2 separate regions of the Columba livia genome follow, and region 2 is linked to region 1. Evidence: chromatin contacts called from public Hi-C data. All regions are on one chromosome and are shown on one strand. The core of a region is the stretch at or near the end of the contact, and the rest is flanking DNA. Distances in the headings are between cores, read along the strand shown.

Region 1 (7,519 bases), core at 2,476-4,975:
CCTGCCCTGGCAAAGCAAAGAAAAACCCACCCTCAGCTGTAAGAAGAATGAAGGGCATGTCCAGGAAGGACCATGCAATCTCTCCTCTCTACGATCCCTGTATTATTGTGCCAAGACCAAATCAAGTTAAAGTTACTAGCACACACACATAACAAATTCAGAGCTGACAGGGCATAAAAGTTAACTAAGTTACCCAAGATCTCTCTTGTCGTTAGATAGAGTGAAATTTTAAATGTTGTGTCTCACAGTCGTGCAGAATTCAGAAAGGATCATCACATTTCATCCAGTATCCACTTAGCTAAGTAACTTTCCCTTGGCTAACATACCTTTCTGAACAGCACCTAGTCTTGCAGTTAAAACATCAAGAAATTCAGCATCTGAGATGATAAAAATGTAACTAATTTCATATTCAATTTTGACTTGATTCAGTACATATCTTACAGAGAATAAAAGAATCAAACACAAGGGAAAAAGGTTTTCTAATTATTATTTTTTTCCCCCGGCCAACAGACTGAGCTATTTATAAACCTTTCATATAGGACACTATAATACCAGTGACATTTTAGGTACCAGCTCCATTTCTTCTTTATGTTTTAAAATATTTGTGCAAAAAATGAGTCATCTGCATTTATTCAGTGGAAAGACTAACATAAAATGCTATGTCAGATAAAAATAGATTAAGCTTCATCCTTAGTAAGCATATATATAGCAAGTAAATTCTCAACTAAAGTAGAAGTTAGAGAAAATTCTAGGCACTTTGTTAAATACTGGAATTTACTATACTAATTTTTAATTCCATTATTATATATCCTTGAATGAAATGTTATGGTTTGGTTCTACAAATAGTGTCTGTACAGTGTGAATCAAAAAAAACCCAAACATACCCGTACAATAAGAATCCATTTGATCAGGGAGAGACCAAATCCACAGATTGCACCATACCTCCCAGCTATGGTATTTGTTATACAGAAGGATAAACAAAATCCAATCCAGTTGAAAATAAATGCCACTATAAAATAAAAGAAACAGTAGCTTCTGTTAATCTGTATAGCTAAGCAAACAGACTTAACATTAATTTCACTTTTAAAGTAATAAGGCCATGCTTACACAGTCAGTAATTCCCTTCCGGTAATTCAGGCTTTCAGAGATCGACTTTGAACCCAGACATTCCCCCTGGTACAGTTACTTAATAACAAAGCAAATGGTAAACTGGTTGGAACCTACTACTTTAAACAAGAGAAAATTCCAACATAAAGGAAAGCATTACGTTGCTACAGAAATCTAACCAGAGGACACTAGACATGAAGGGTAAATGTAAACAAAGGACTATAACGTACAAGATGTGGATTAAAACAAAGAAAAGACCTTGCTAAACTTCAATAACCAAAATATAGTTATATGCACACATACGTGCATGTATCAAGGCTGCATATTCAGCTTTATCCGTTTTGGATCAAACACAATGAAAGTATCTGCTCTTGCTCTGTAAACATAGTATAGAAATGAAGATAAGTTGAGAAGCTGATGTTTCATTGGTTACTGTTTTCAGGCATAAGAAGCCTTGGAAGCTTTACATAGAGGCTTAAGAAATGGAGAAACAAAAAGGACATTGAGCTTAACTACCACTGTAACTTCAGTTAGCACTTCTACAGAACTCCCAGTGGTTTTACAGTTGTAAGTTTCATATATATGTATGTACTAGGCAATCAACGGCATCAGCTGTACTGACTCCAGTTTGGGTGCATTAGGTCAACGTGAGGGAATCCCCAAGTCGGTGATGTTTCAGCTATGGGAGTGAGGACAACTAAAAAGAAAACCACCAAAGAGAAGAGCTGGGGCAGCTGATGGAAGACAATGATATGGGAGTTCTGGAGAGGACAAGACAGTGAAAAATTGAAAACATGAGTGAAGCCCACAATAAACACATAAATCACTGAAGAGGCAAGCAGGAATGGAAGGGGGGTGCAGAGGGGAATAAAATCCCTGCACGCAAATCCTTAATGTATTAAATCCCCAAACTTATGGAAAAAACAAACAAACAAAACCCTACATCAAATTCAGACAATAAATCACCACAGAAAAAAAAGTCTGTCTTTTCGGTAAATATTTGAACACTTTAGAGCAAAACATTAGGAAAAGAAAATTGGTCAATAGTCTTCTTAAACAGAAGTCAATTTGGGAGGATTATCTATAAATAATCACTTTTTTTTTGTAATTTAAAACCTTGTTACAACTCCTCCAACAATCCACATGAAGACATGACTCGCCCACAAAAGCAAAATTAAAGTCATCAGTCAAACTGCAGTGGGACTCCATGAACTGTAAAGAAACTGAAGTTTCGAGAGAAGTTTTGGAAGACTTTCCATCAACACAGTCATTTTGCACAAGTGAGAAAACATCTTGCTTGAGACAGAGCCAGAGGTAACACACAGCATACAACCCACAGGAGAATAAATGCTGACCCAATTCGGTATATGCAGAGAAGAATGAAAAAAGAGCATTTCTATTACACAAGAACTACAGAACAACATTGTGACCCTAATGTTTACCTATCTTCCCAAAACACGGGAAAAGCATTTATATTAGCAAGCTTGGATATGTTGTTTTGAAAACAGGATTTCTCTTATTTTAAGCAAACTCTTCCAATTTCCCCAAACTTTTCTGAGTAACAGATTTCAGAAGGTAGTTCTTCAATGCATCCCTGCTCCTGTGTCAGCATAACAGCTTATTGCTCTCTCCATTTCTCCCCACTACTGAAGCTACAAAGGGTGATTGCGGCTCCCAAGATAGGCACGCTAAAGAGGACTGAAGATAGACATGTTTCTAATAGATTATGTGGACTAGAAGAATTCTCAGAATGCTTATAATTTTTAAATATATATAAATAAGGATCTCTATAACGTGAATTAATTTGTATATGCATTATAAAAACTAAATTTCCCAATCGTAAATACAAGGGGAGGGAAAAATTAGTTCTTATCAAAATTGAACACAGTAACAATTTTACCCTCCTTTCAATTTGACCTACAGGAACATTAAAAATAGGCTCTACAGTCACTGGATGAGTATTGGGTGGATATTTAACACCAGGTTGTTTGCTCAGCTCCTGAAAGCACAGGCATCATCAGCATGTTCCAGTGTTGTGCACAACAGCTTTTTCGCTTTAACCGGTGTGCTGCTCCATCAGGTTACTTAAGCAGACAATACAAGGGGGAAAGAAAAGGCATAAACCACATCAAAGCTATAAACTACGCAAGTTCACACATCCAAATAAAAGTGAACTATATACCTCACTATTTAAGTTTCTTCAGCATAACGAGGAATGTACTACCTCCATCTCTGTAAAACCTGGGCAACATGTTAGAGAGATCCTCCTAACACTGCCTTGGTGTTGCATCATTTTTAAAACGTTAAGATGGGTAACAACAATGTCTAAGTGTTTTCAATATTTCCCATTGCTTCTCTCTGACCTCCTCAGTGTCCTGGGGGTACTTCTAGACCCCTATTCATTGTCTCATCCTGGTTACAAAACACACTATTTCCTTTCAGAAACACATCTCCAGCTTCTGAGTTGACTGTAACAAATGAGGTTTTTATCTACATTCTGATTGTTCTTCTCTACATCAAGATTAGCCTCATCTGCCTTTCTGTACCTTTTTCCACTAGGATTTCCACATATATCCTCTGCCAGTCATGCAAGTTGTCTGAGCTTTGCAGCCTACACTGCATGTGGTTAGAGTTACTAATGTTATTTTCTGTATAATTCCTAATTATTGCAACACAAGTTGTCCATAATTTTCATCCCTATATTGCCACAGCACAAGTTTTTCCACTAAGCTGAGAGAGAAAATAAACTTATGAGGGGAGATACTAGTAAAAGGAAGCATCTCCTATTTTCTCTAGATGTATTTACTTCCTTCTGTTTCTACTAGAGACAACTAAGTCATTGTGTGAGCTTCTGGCTTCAACAAACGCAATCCTCCACTTCTTGTCAGCATCCATCCACTCACTTCGTGAAATGTAAATGACATTTCTCAGCAATTAAGGAGATGACCTCGTCCTTCATACTGCTTCAGCTTCCCATGACATTCTCATACAACGTTCCTGATCTGGCACTCATACATACTATCAGAAAGAAGAAAGCCATTCCTAAACATGAGACCAAGTCTAACAAGCTGCTACAACTATATAATGAACTTAATTTTTAAAAAAGGCATTAATTTATGTTTGCCCATCCTCTTCACGCAGACAGGTTCTGTGTTCATCTTCTCCCACTGCACAACTCATCACCCTGCAGCAAGAATTGTTCCCTGTGCCAGAGATTGCCAGCTTCTGGATTCATACTTGAACCCAACTTTCAGTTATTGTCCTCTTTCCTTTAAAAAAATGCCAGACATTCACATGAATGTGACACTGACTGCACCAGCATCATGATTTCAGTCTCTTTCTTCGCTACTTTAACAGCATACAGACAAGTGGGACTGACAAATCTAAGATTTTGGGGTTTTATACATTCCTGAAGTGACAAGAGAAGAAAGGAAGTCTATATTAATGTAATTCACATAAGAAGCATATAATAATTAAAAGTTTTTTCCTCATGACAACAAAACTCTTAAGGAAAAACAGATAAGTTGCTTTTTGGGAGGAGAAGGATTGGACTAAAGGTCTTTTTTAATAAAAAGTCTTCTTGATATCCAATATAATGCTAACAACAACTATGTTTTACTTTTATTTCTCTTTACGGTTTGCAATGAGGTAACCCTAGCTGAAATGGAAAGCACAGGATGTTCTACATGTTGTAAAAGTCTTAGAATCTGACATAGAAAATAAGGCTATCCATCAGCCACTTCTAGACCCAAAGCTCTCTTCTGAGGGGCAGTGGTCAGCATAGGATCTTTCATATCAAAACCGAACTTTGAAATCAAAAGTCTTTTGTCTATCAGCAATTCTGAAGAAGCTGTAGTAAAATGAGTTGGCTTGGTTTTGACAGACCAGCTTGTATCCATCGCCATTCTTCATTTTCCAGTAACTGTAGCAGCAAGGAAAAGATGATGTATGAAGCTGCACTTGGGCATCAACAATTTATTAATCCATGCTTGCCTTTTGTTAGTGTTCATTAAGCTGCAAAGCAATGACACCTTTCATTCTAGTCCCACAATTTACAGTAAACAAAGGAAACTTAATTTTTCAAGTTATTAAGCAATCTTGTGCAATGATTTTTTTCATACATATTGCAATACATCAGAAGATGCAACAATAATGATAAGCACACTAGAATTAATCTGCTTTTTCCTCAATTGTTATTGCACTTCACTTGCTGATCTATTTTACTTAGCTTCCCAAAGCTACACATTCATCACTTGTCTTAAGTTTATATTCAGTATTATGGAAAAGAAGCCAGGAAAACTGGTGTGAAGACCTATGTTGGTTTCAAATTTTAACCATGGCTCAAGCCTGTGGTAAGATTATAATGACAACTATACACACAAAAAGCAACCATGCTCAGTTACATCCTTTATTCTTCAATGTGTTTGTCCAATGACTTATTACTTTAATATACAGTAAACACCAAAGAGCTTAATGTTTCATGCCTGGCCTAGGCTTACTAAGCATACTGTAATAAATAATACTATCCAGATTTTCATGCACGACTAGAATTATTCTTCCCATTTCCGCATAGAATTTATACCACCTGTAAACTAGGACACATTTTTGCTCCTTCCTGAAGGGCTCACCTCAAGCCTGACGATGATCACTAGAAGCACTTGCTATCAACTTCAATAGACAATTTTACTTTTTTTTCTACTCAGTGATGAATGCTCAAAACCTTCCCTAGGCAATTTATTTCTACTGCTTCATTGCCCTTGTTGGCAAATTTTTCTTAATGCCCATCTGGAAGCTTCCTCATTCCAATTATTCAGTATTACATCCAACATGTATGGAGAAACCATGTAAATCAAATTCTTTCTGCATACAGAAAGAAGTCAGGTGATGGTGTATGAAGGTTGGCCAGGCTTCTCTGATAATCAGAGGAAAACAAGCGCTCCCAAAATAGTTCCTTTATTTCCCTCCAACATTAACAATTTCAGTCAGATGACTCCCCCTCAGTTTCTCTTGCATGCCAAAGAGAAACCTGTCTAAGATTCGTGATCTGGACGTACATGAGTCAGGTTTCTTGACTTCACGCAGAGGAATCCTCCCAGCAGAAAATTCAGACTGTGCTCACCCCTCCTCGGGAAGCGCACAAGCAAGGGCTGTGCTGCGACTCCACCTTCCAACTTCTGCCCGCGTGAAACCCCTAAATATATTACCTACCTTGAATGCAGTTTATCAACTGTTTGAAGCATCTCGTAGCTCTGGTAATTGTATGAATGTTAATATACAAAATTTTGGTATGGCTATTATCTGTTACATAAAACATCTGGGACAATATATGCATTTACATTTTTCTACATTATGAGATTTTATTGGTGTGAGTTGTACACAGTGTTCATATTGCCCAGGTGTTGTTCAAAATTAACAAATCAGAACTTTATACAAGAACTTTCAGTTTGGCTGTACAATTGAACACTTTTCTCCATTTCTTCCTCCTTATTTACTCATATGTGAGGTTCAAATTAATATTCATTTCTCCTTGGTTGTAGGGACAACCCAAAACTCCCTTCCATGGTTTCAAAGAATCCAGACGAATTCTGCAATTCTTTCTGGGGCTGCTTGATATTTCTAAGGTACTCCATAAATATAAGAGGTAACCATACAACCCTCTTATTAATGCCCAGATGGCTGAGCCAATCAGACATGACTCAAAAGACTTCATTAGGCATGAAAACCAAGTCTTTCGGTTTATGACAGTTACTTGCTCTATCACCATTACAGCTGTGTTCAAAATGGAAAGAAACAGCTCAGAAATTCCTCCTTTTTGCTATGCATTTAAAAAAAAAACAGCAAAAAACAAACAAAAAAACCCTCTGAGAAACTCACCTATTAACAACCTCTTCTGGCATTCTAAGAATTTTATGCTATGTATACTATGTATACTATGATGTATAAGGCACAGCTAACTTAAAAATACATAACAGAAAAAATATATTAAGTGGTCTGGTAGCAAAATTTGTTGCATTTCACATTCATAGCAAAATGAATATATTCACTAATACATTCATTTACCTCAAACTCAGAAAGAGACAAACGCCATCTCTGACCTTTAGAGAGCAGGTTCTTGGCTCATCAGCATAGTCACACATTTCAAGAGCAACAAAAATTTTTAAAACATATGATTTTGCCACCTATTAGAAATAAAATATATAGTTCCCTACATTTTTTCCACTAACTTTCTGAATCAAACGCTAAAGCAAAAAACCCAGCTGTTCACGCAAAGGATTTTTACCCTGTTGACCATGTTGTCTCATTCTATTTAGTTATGCTACACAGAACAGGACTTTACAACTTAGACGGGAAACAGGTTTGTAACTTGCATGCACCAAGCTCTTAAAGCTAACAAGAAATCCAAACAGATCTG
Region 2 (7,519 bases), core at 1,904-4,403, 360 kb before region 1:
ATAAAAATCACAAAAATAAAATTACTGATTCAGGAACACCATTTTTGTCATAAAAAATGACCAACTGTTTATAGCAAAGTGACTTTTACTTCTCTGTTTCTCTCTGTGATATATCTAAGTGTCCTTGTCTGCCCTGAGAATCTCAATAAAATGTCAGTAGGCAAATAGCTTTACAGCTAATTACTTTTAAAAAATTCAATAATTCTTTTATGTACATTACCTTTTTCAGAGTTACAAACATGAAAGACAATCAATTAAAGGTTTAAGTTTCTAAGGAAATAGTGGTCATTAGAAGCAGTGTGCAGCCAAACTTAGTCCTTTCAGGATGTGCAGAATCAATATCCTTAATTCACTGTATCAGCTCAGGAGATAATGTACAAAATGTTCTGAAAGTCAGCAAATTTACTGCACTTCCATTCCCCTGCAAGAAGCAGTTCCTTATGAATGAACTTCTTTTTAATTTACAAAAGGGGGAAATACTACTTGTTTTCAAGTCCTGGATCTGAAAATCAAATAAAGTAAAATCTTGTGGGACAATTTCAGCCTGGAAAAAAGTTTTTTACTATTTCAGATGGGTGTCTGTAATGTCACAGACCTCAACTCTGCCCAGTTTTTCACCTGAAGTCACTGGAATTGCTACTGTTCTAATATATCACAAACACATATATCTATATGTATATAAATACATATAAGTGTGTGTGTGTACACAACATATATGTGTGTGTGTGTGTGTGTGTACACATATATACACACAACAGCTACACTCCTCTGCTGAGAATGAACTGAAGACCTTCATCTCCGAAAACAAGGTCTGCTTGGTTTGAAAGCAAAAAAATTCATGCAGTGGTTAGAGCAAACCACTAGGGGAAACATAGTCACATGCATTAAGCCACTATCCATGAGAAGAAATGCGAAATGTGAGTGATCTACATAATCCTGCGAAAGCTGGTTCCAATGTATCATCAAATTAAAGGCCTGAGAATTCAGCTTTGAGCTTCCAACTCTAAAACAAAAAAGAAGCCCACTTAATTTTGTGTATTTGTTCACTAGTTATTGATCACCTGTGTGCAAGTGAAGTTTGTGTGCAAATCTTGGCAGGTTTGGTGCTTCGTTTTCAAACTTAGCAGTACTAGGATGCTTTATGCTTTTTTGGGTTTTTTGCTATAAAACATTGACACTTCACTATTTAGCATGCATGACTGGCTCTGAATAAAAATAGCTTTGCTGTTTTCATATCTGTTTGAGGAACTACTCACTGTATTAAGTGTATACACCTGTACTTGAGAAATGGCATATAAATTGACGATTGGTCTAGTAATCAACAGATTTAAAAACGATATTACGAACTTTCCAGTTTAAACACTATTTATATACACAGTATAAACATTGACAAATAATCCAGCAGACCTTTCCCATGTGCATACCCTTGCATAAAGAACTCTCCACCTATTTTTTGACTTAGCTATGTGGAAGTGATTTTTCTGTTTCCACGATGAAGTGAAATTAAGATTTCACAGGTATTTTAACCTATGCCCATTTCTCGCAGCTGAATCCCGTGGGATGACCTTGTCGACAGCGTCCGCAGCCAGCACATCGGAGGACACCCAGGTCGGTCTTCTCCACAGCCGCACACCGCAGCGCGACTCCACGCCGGTGGGTGACCCCTCCCGTGGGGAAGACCCAGGGGAATGTCCGTGAGCTTCCTCCCGCCCTTCCCCTGCCCGCCGGCGGGGCTGCTGCCTCCGCGGAGGCTCCGGCGGGTGCCGCACGGGCGCCGTGTCCCACTCTCCCCGCAGGCCCCCGCCCCGGCGCCGCGCTCCCTCTGGCGGGGAGAGCGGCCGGGCCGCCGCCTCCATGCACCGGGAGTCCTGAATGAAACCCAGCCCCGCGGGGCTGCGGCTCCAGCAGCGGGGCTGCCCCCACCCCGACGAGATTTTTGCTCCATCTGCGGGTCCAGGGGGGCGAGCAGGGTGGGAGTGGAACGGACGCCCGGGCCCCGAGCACCTCCCGCGCTGAGGCGGCAGCAATTTTAGGCAAGATAGGGGCTTGGTGAAGCCGCCGTGGAAGGAAAGAAGTTAGACTCGCGTAACTCAGGCTAACCTTACTGACAAGCAACTATGGAAAAATAATTTGCAGGTTCAGAACATTATTGTGGACGACTGGATATTTGCGTATAAAAGTATGAAAACCTAAAGGCCCCCCGTGTAAAGCACTGCTCTCTTAATTTCCATGTTTTTGAGAACGACCACCCCCTTCAAAAAGCTGTGACTAGCAGGTGGAGAAGAGGAAGTGCCTGCAAAATTGCCTGAAGTAGTAAAAAAAGGGCTGATGGGGTTTTTGCACTGGGGCTTATTCATGTAAATAATGCAATGCATTACCGCCTTACACATCGTGTATATTTTAAGCAGTACTACACGTGATACGGGTATATTTGTGCTGGGTGCACGCCTACGTGGATACGCTGCTCTGCGCGTACATGTAGGCACAAGATGCCTGGGCCCAGCGAAAGTGGGCCCGTCAGTAACTTCAGCTCATACTAAAGGGACCGAGCTGTGGCCGTGTCAGGAAACGCCCAGAAGACAAACAGTCACGTTTGTGAACTGCTTGCAGACTGTGTCCCCCCAGGGGAATGTGAATTAATTAAAACAAAGTTTTTTCCTTTTTTTCTTTCGTTTCCCCCTGAAGAAAACCTCACCCCTCCGCACAGGCGAGGAGGCTCCGATGCTGCCCTGGAACACCGCAAACCGTGCAGCTGCCCGAGGCACGGAAAGTACCGCGGCGCGCTGTCAGCGGCCTGTCCCGCCGCCCCGTGGCCGCGGCTCCGCGCCCCGCGGGCCCCGCTCCGCGCTCCCGCCCGGCCACGGGGGCGCCTTCCGCGCCGCCTAATCGCGTTAATCCGCGGGACAATGCCCCGAGTAATCACCCTTCCTTCTCCCTGAGCGGCCAGGGACTGATGAAAAGAGGGGGGAGGGCAGAAAGTGTAAACTTTTATTCCACTCGGTTAAATGAAAACACGGGGCGGGGGGGGGGGGGGGGGGGCGGGAAACTGGAGGGAACACCTGGAAACGGGTCTCCCGAAAGCCCGCAGCGGCGAGGAGACCGGGTCTCCTCGGGAGAAGTGAGCTCCCCTCGGCTCCCTGCAAACCTATCGCTGCCTTGCCTCTGAATAAATACAGGAGCACAAAAGCAACCCCGAGCGCCGTGTGACCGCGCACGGAGGAGCCTCCTGTGAAAACAGGCTGCGGCGAGGCCCCGGGAGCGGGGCTCCCCGCCGCCCCCGCGCAGCGCAGGGAAGGGCCGGGGCCGGGGCCGGGCTGGCGCGGCGGCAGCACTGCCCTTTTGAATGCCTCCCGCAGCTCGGAGTGCTGGCAGGGCGCTGGGAGCGCCAGTGAATGTAGCCCCGCAGAGCCAATGAGCTGGGACCGGATGCGATATATCCTCTGGGACAACAACTGCTCTGTTCCTCCTCAGATCCACATGACGCCATTTACTGCTGCTTTTGCAGAGAGATCACCCTACGTCCTCCGGAAAGAAAAAGAGAGAGAGGGGGAGAGCGAGCGAGCAGAAAAACGCCGAGCCCCTACAGCTCAGATCTCAAATCTTCCTCCTCCTCCTCCACCTCCTCCAAACACACAACAACAACCACCACCACAAATCCGCTGCGCTCCCAAAACACCCCCCCCCCCGATTGCAAACCACAGAACTGCCTGCAACACACACACGCTCGCAGAGGGAGCGAGAAAGCTAGAGAGAGGGGAGAGGAGCTTGCAGCAAGCAGCCTCTCAGCAGGACGGCTACATTGCACAAGCTGCTTTTTTGGAAGAGCTCAGTGGAAGAAAGCTTTGGGATTTTATTTTAGTTCCACTTTATTTTGTTTTCTTTGGCTTTTCCCTGCCTTTTGATCATTTGCAACAACAACAAAAAAGTGACTTGGTATTGGCGATTCGGCCTCCTGTTCATTGAGGAAAAAAAAAAAGTGTGTGTGAGAGACTTGAGTGATTTCTTTCTAGGGGCAAAGAAAACCCACCCCGATCCGAAGAGGTGTTTTGATTATTGTTAATAGTATATACGCGCACACACGTATTTGTAATCGATCTGGGGAGAGAGACCTAGCTTTGCTCTGGACTTTTTTACATGGTGATCATTCTTACTCTAATTTGCAAGTTGGACTAAAGCAGAGTTTGGAAAAGAATTTTTTTTTGCTTTAGGGCTGGATTTATTTGCAAACCGCAGGAAGAAGAAAATACAAGAGAGAGAGGGGTTTGGTGCAGCGCCGCGATCACGGTGAGAGCCTTTTCCTTCTTTGCAAAACAAGCTTTTCAGTACACCCCCCCCCCCCCGCCCCGGTTGCTCCAAGAAAACTCGTGGAAATGTTTTAGGCCGATCCCTTTTCCATTCGTACAGGTTCTCCCTCTCCCCCCTTCCCCTCTCCTTCCTTTCCCAAAGAGGAGCCGGAGGTGGGATTTCGGAGCGGTTTCTCTCCGGGGAGGGGGGTTGGGGGGGGGGAAGCTCTGCTTGGGTTTGCGGGCTGCGCCGCGTTTGCTCCCCGCCGGGGTGCCTCGGGGGCGCAGGGGGCGGAAGGCTGCGCGGAGGGCGGAGGGCTGCGCGGGCGCGGAGGCAATGCCTGCGGGGGCTGCGAGCGGGGCGCGGGGGGGACGGGACGGGACTTCGGCGTGTTTTCCCTGCAGCGGAGAGCCGGGAACGGGCGGTCCTGCGCGCTCCTGCCGCGCCGGGCACGCGTGGGTTTCCGACAAGCCCCCGGGGGAGTTGAAGGGAAGGCGCTGCGGGGTTGTCGAGCGCTGGGGCTGTTTGTCCCTCCGGCTTGGGGGAGAGCAGGCAACCCGCCTTCCAGTGACTGATTTACGCCCGTCTGTAGTGGCGTCGGGAGATCCGTGCAATTCGGAAGTGAGTGCACGTCTGATATAAATATATATGTGTGTGTGCATATATACACATATATATTTCTCGTGTGATTAATTCGACCCGTAAGACGAGGAAAGTTCTTGCTCAGATTCTTCTATGCAGAGGATATGTGTGGAGCGGAAGGAAAGCCTTAATTTTTGCTGTTACTTTTTTTTTTTTGGTAGGTTTACTTTATACCAGCCCCTCCTAACCCCCCTCCAAAAAAAAAAAAAAAAAAAAAACAACAAAACCTGCTGGTGTTTTCAGCAAGCTATTTGTGTGTCAGTTTGCCCCACCCCGATGGTAAAGTCCCTTTTGCCCTAATCCATAGTCTGATCACACACTCGGCCCTTAATGGGGGTTTCAAAGCACTTTGAAAGAAGAGGAGGTGGTTGGTGTGTGTGCGGTGAGGATGGGGGTGGGGGTGCCTTGCACTGGCTCCGGCCACAAAACAGAAAATCACGGGCAGAGGACTTCTCCCCCTTAGGCTTGCCTTCTCCCAGCCAGAGACACGGGGTTTTTCCACAGCACGCAAGAAGCCCCTTGGGTTTTAAACTTCCCCAAATGTGCCGAACGCGAAACCCGGCCCCCTTGCTCGCCCTTTTGCCAATCCCAGCTAGGAAAAGTTAGCAATCATGGCACTTGAGCTCTGCGAGAGTGGACTTTGGCTTTTAGAAGTGGGGAATCGTGTTGTCGCACACATGCACGCAGAAAAAAAAAAAAAAAAGGCAAATGCTGCTTCTCTGCTCTTGGTGGATGGAAAGGAGAGAAGGGCTAGATCAGAGGAGGGAGAGACATGCTTTCCCCTAGGAATTTTCAGGCAAATGTGTGTTTGCAAATAAGTGTGCTGGAGACTTGCCTCTTGTTCTTAGCGGATCTATCAAGGGGAGAAAAAGGAGGATCTCCCGGCTCGGACCGATGTCCCGCTGAAAACGCCTTCTGGGTCCCTTCGGGCTGGGGCGGAGGGGGGCGGACTGAAGTTCAGGCAGTTTGCAGAATATGCGTAAAATAACAGGAGCTTTTCCAGCGGCCGGCTTTGTGGAGCTGAATGGGTGCTTATGACAAGGCGAGAGGGGGGTAATCTGCCTTTTGCCCAGCTGTCCCGGAGGTGTTGTCTCAGACCGTCTCCAGGGCGCCTTGCACTATCCGGGAGGGGAAGGCTTCTTTAGCATCTCTCGGGGGAGGGCAGGGGGGGAAGAGTTGAAAGGAAACATGGGTTTGACTTTCCCGATAAGGCGGCTGCAGCAGCCCCCTCCCACCTCCCGGCCCAGAGGATGTCTCCCGGTTTATCTCCAGGTTGGCTGCACTTGCGGGGCTGCTGGCGGCGCCTGCGGCCGCGCTCCTGGGGGCGAGGGGCGGCCGCCTCCCACCTGCTGCGCCCCGGGATGGACCCAGGAGAGGGGAAGGGGCCAAAGCGCCGAGGTTTCTCTTCCAGCTCCCACCTTGGCGTCTGAAAGGGGCTTCGCCACCGAGACCGGTGTCGTTCTTAGCGTCCGCAGGTCAGGGTCAGCTTTGCTTTAGCGCTGGGTTGTCATTTCTGGAGAGGCAGGGTTGGACTCGGCGTATCTTCTTGGCTGGCTGAGTCTGGCTCAAGTCTGGACGTGGAGAGCGGATAGGGCTGCTAGTTCCTCTCAGGAAGGTATTTTATTTTCTGTTCTTTTTTATCTCCAGATAGTTTCAGACAAAAAAAAAAAAGTCTCCTTAGGCTACTGGTTGAAACTTTTTATATGCCAAAGATTTTAATTTGAAGAAAACGTAAGCAATGCTTCACGATAAGTTTGCAAGACTCTTTTTGGTTTTTTGGTGGTTTTTTTTGTTTGTTTGTTTTCCCGAGGGATTGGACACCATGACATACACTCTGTGTCCAAAACCAGGATTTGGCAATATTTAAAGTAGGTGGTCACTCTTAAAACTTAGTGGCCTTTTTGTTTGTTTGTTTGTTTTTTAATAAGAAAAAAGGCACTTGTGGGGAGGGAGCCAGGAGTTAAAAGGTTAAATGTTTTCCACTGCTGTTAGAGTAAAGACAGTGTCTTGAGATATTCATTGTTAAACTGTTTGGCTATATTTTATTATACCGCAGTATAGTATTATTGTTGGTAACTGATGTGTACAGAGTAACACTATGGTGCCCTTTCTAGGTATAATTGAAGACATTGTGTGGTCCTTGTAAGAAGCTTGGTTCCTGCTTGGGTTTTAATTGTAAAATGTTGTTCTGGATTTTTGTATAGGTAATTGGATTTTGGAACCACTTTAAGATATGATAAAGGCAGAACAAATATTAACTAATTTAGAGGTCAGTACTTGAAACTTTTGCATATCTGAGTGTGGAAATTAGTTATTTACAAGTTCTCATCTTCTGAGTCTTTTACTGTCTTTACATTTAAATTCTTAAGTCTGCGTTTCTACTTTGTAGTTAATGATCCTTTAAAGTCATATTCACAGTCAAGTAGACTTCTTGGATGCTGGCATTGTTTGATTATATTATGCATGCCTCTGTCCCACAAGCCACTCATGGTAATATATACAATTTGAAATGTAGTCTATGGAATTTTTTACACATTTAAAAAAAATGAAACTGTGGTGGTGTTGCTTTTGTAGTATTGAGCCTTAAAATAAC

What was found. Hi-C and Micro-C count contacts between places; a contact is called where the count stands out from the background.
Region 2: a contact with region 1 is called in a Hi-C map of liver, with 2.4 times the contacts expected there. The contact joins the promoter of SPRY2 here to the enhancer-like site in region 1. A contact is called at or near these places in 2 of 2 Hi-C or Micro-C datasets (crop and liver).

Annotation. Positions count from the first base shown.
Region 1 is chr1:47,115,842-47,123,360 of bColLiv1.pat.W.v2, reverse strand. It overlaps NDFIP2 (Nedd4 family interacting protein 2), which reads right to left. Exons shown (of 8, transcript XM_065056575.1): 5 at 885-1,009. Among named protein-coding and RNA genes, the nearest start is that of NDFIP2, 33 kb to the right of the region's middle. Within about 2 kb of position 3,725, at least 1 of the 3 cell types and tissues checked has an H3K27ac peak away from gene starts, as active enhancers do.
Region 2 is chr1:47,479,637-47,487,155 of bColLiv1.pat.W.v2, reverse strand. SPRY2 (sprouty RTK signaling antagonist 2) reads left to right here and starts at 3,153. Exons shown (of 3, transcript XM_021292265.2): 1 at 3,153-4,284; 2 at 7,131-7,195.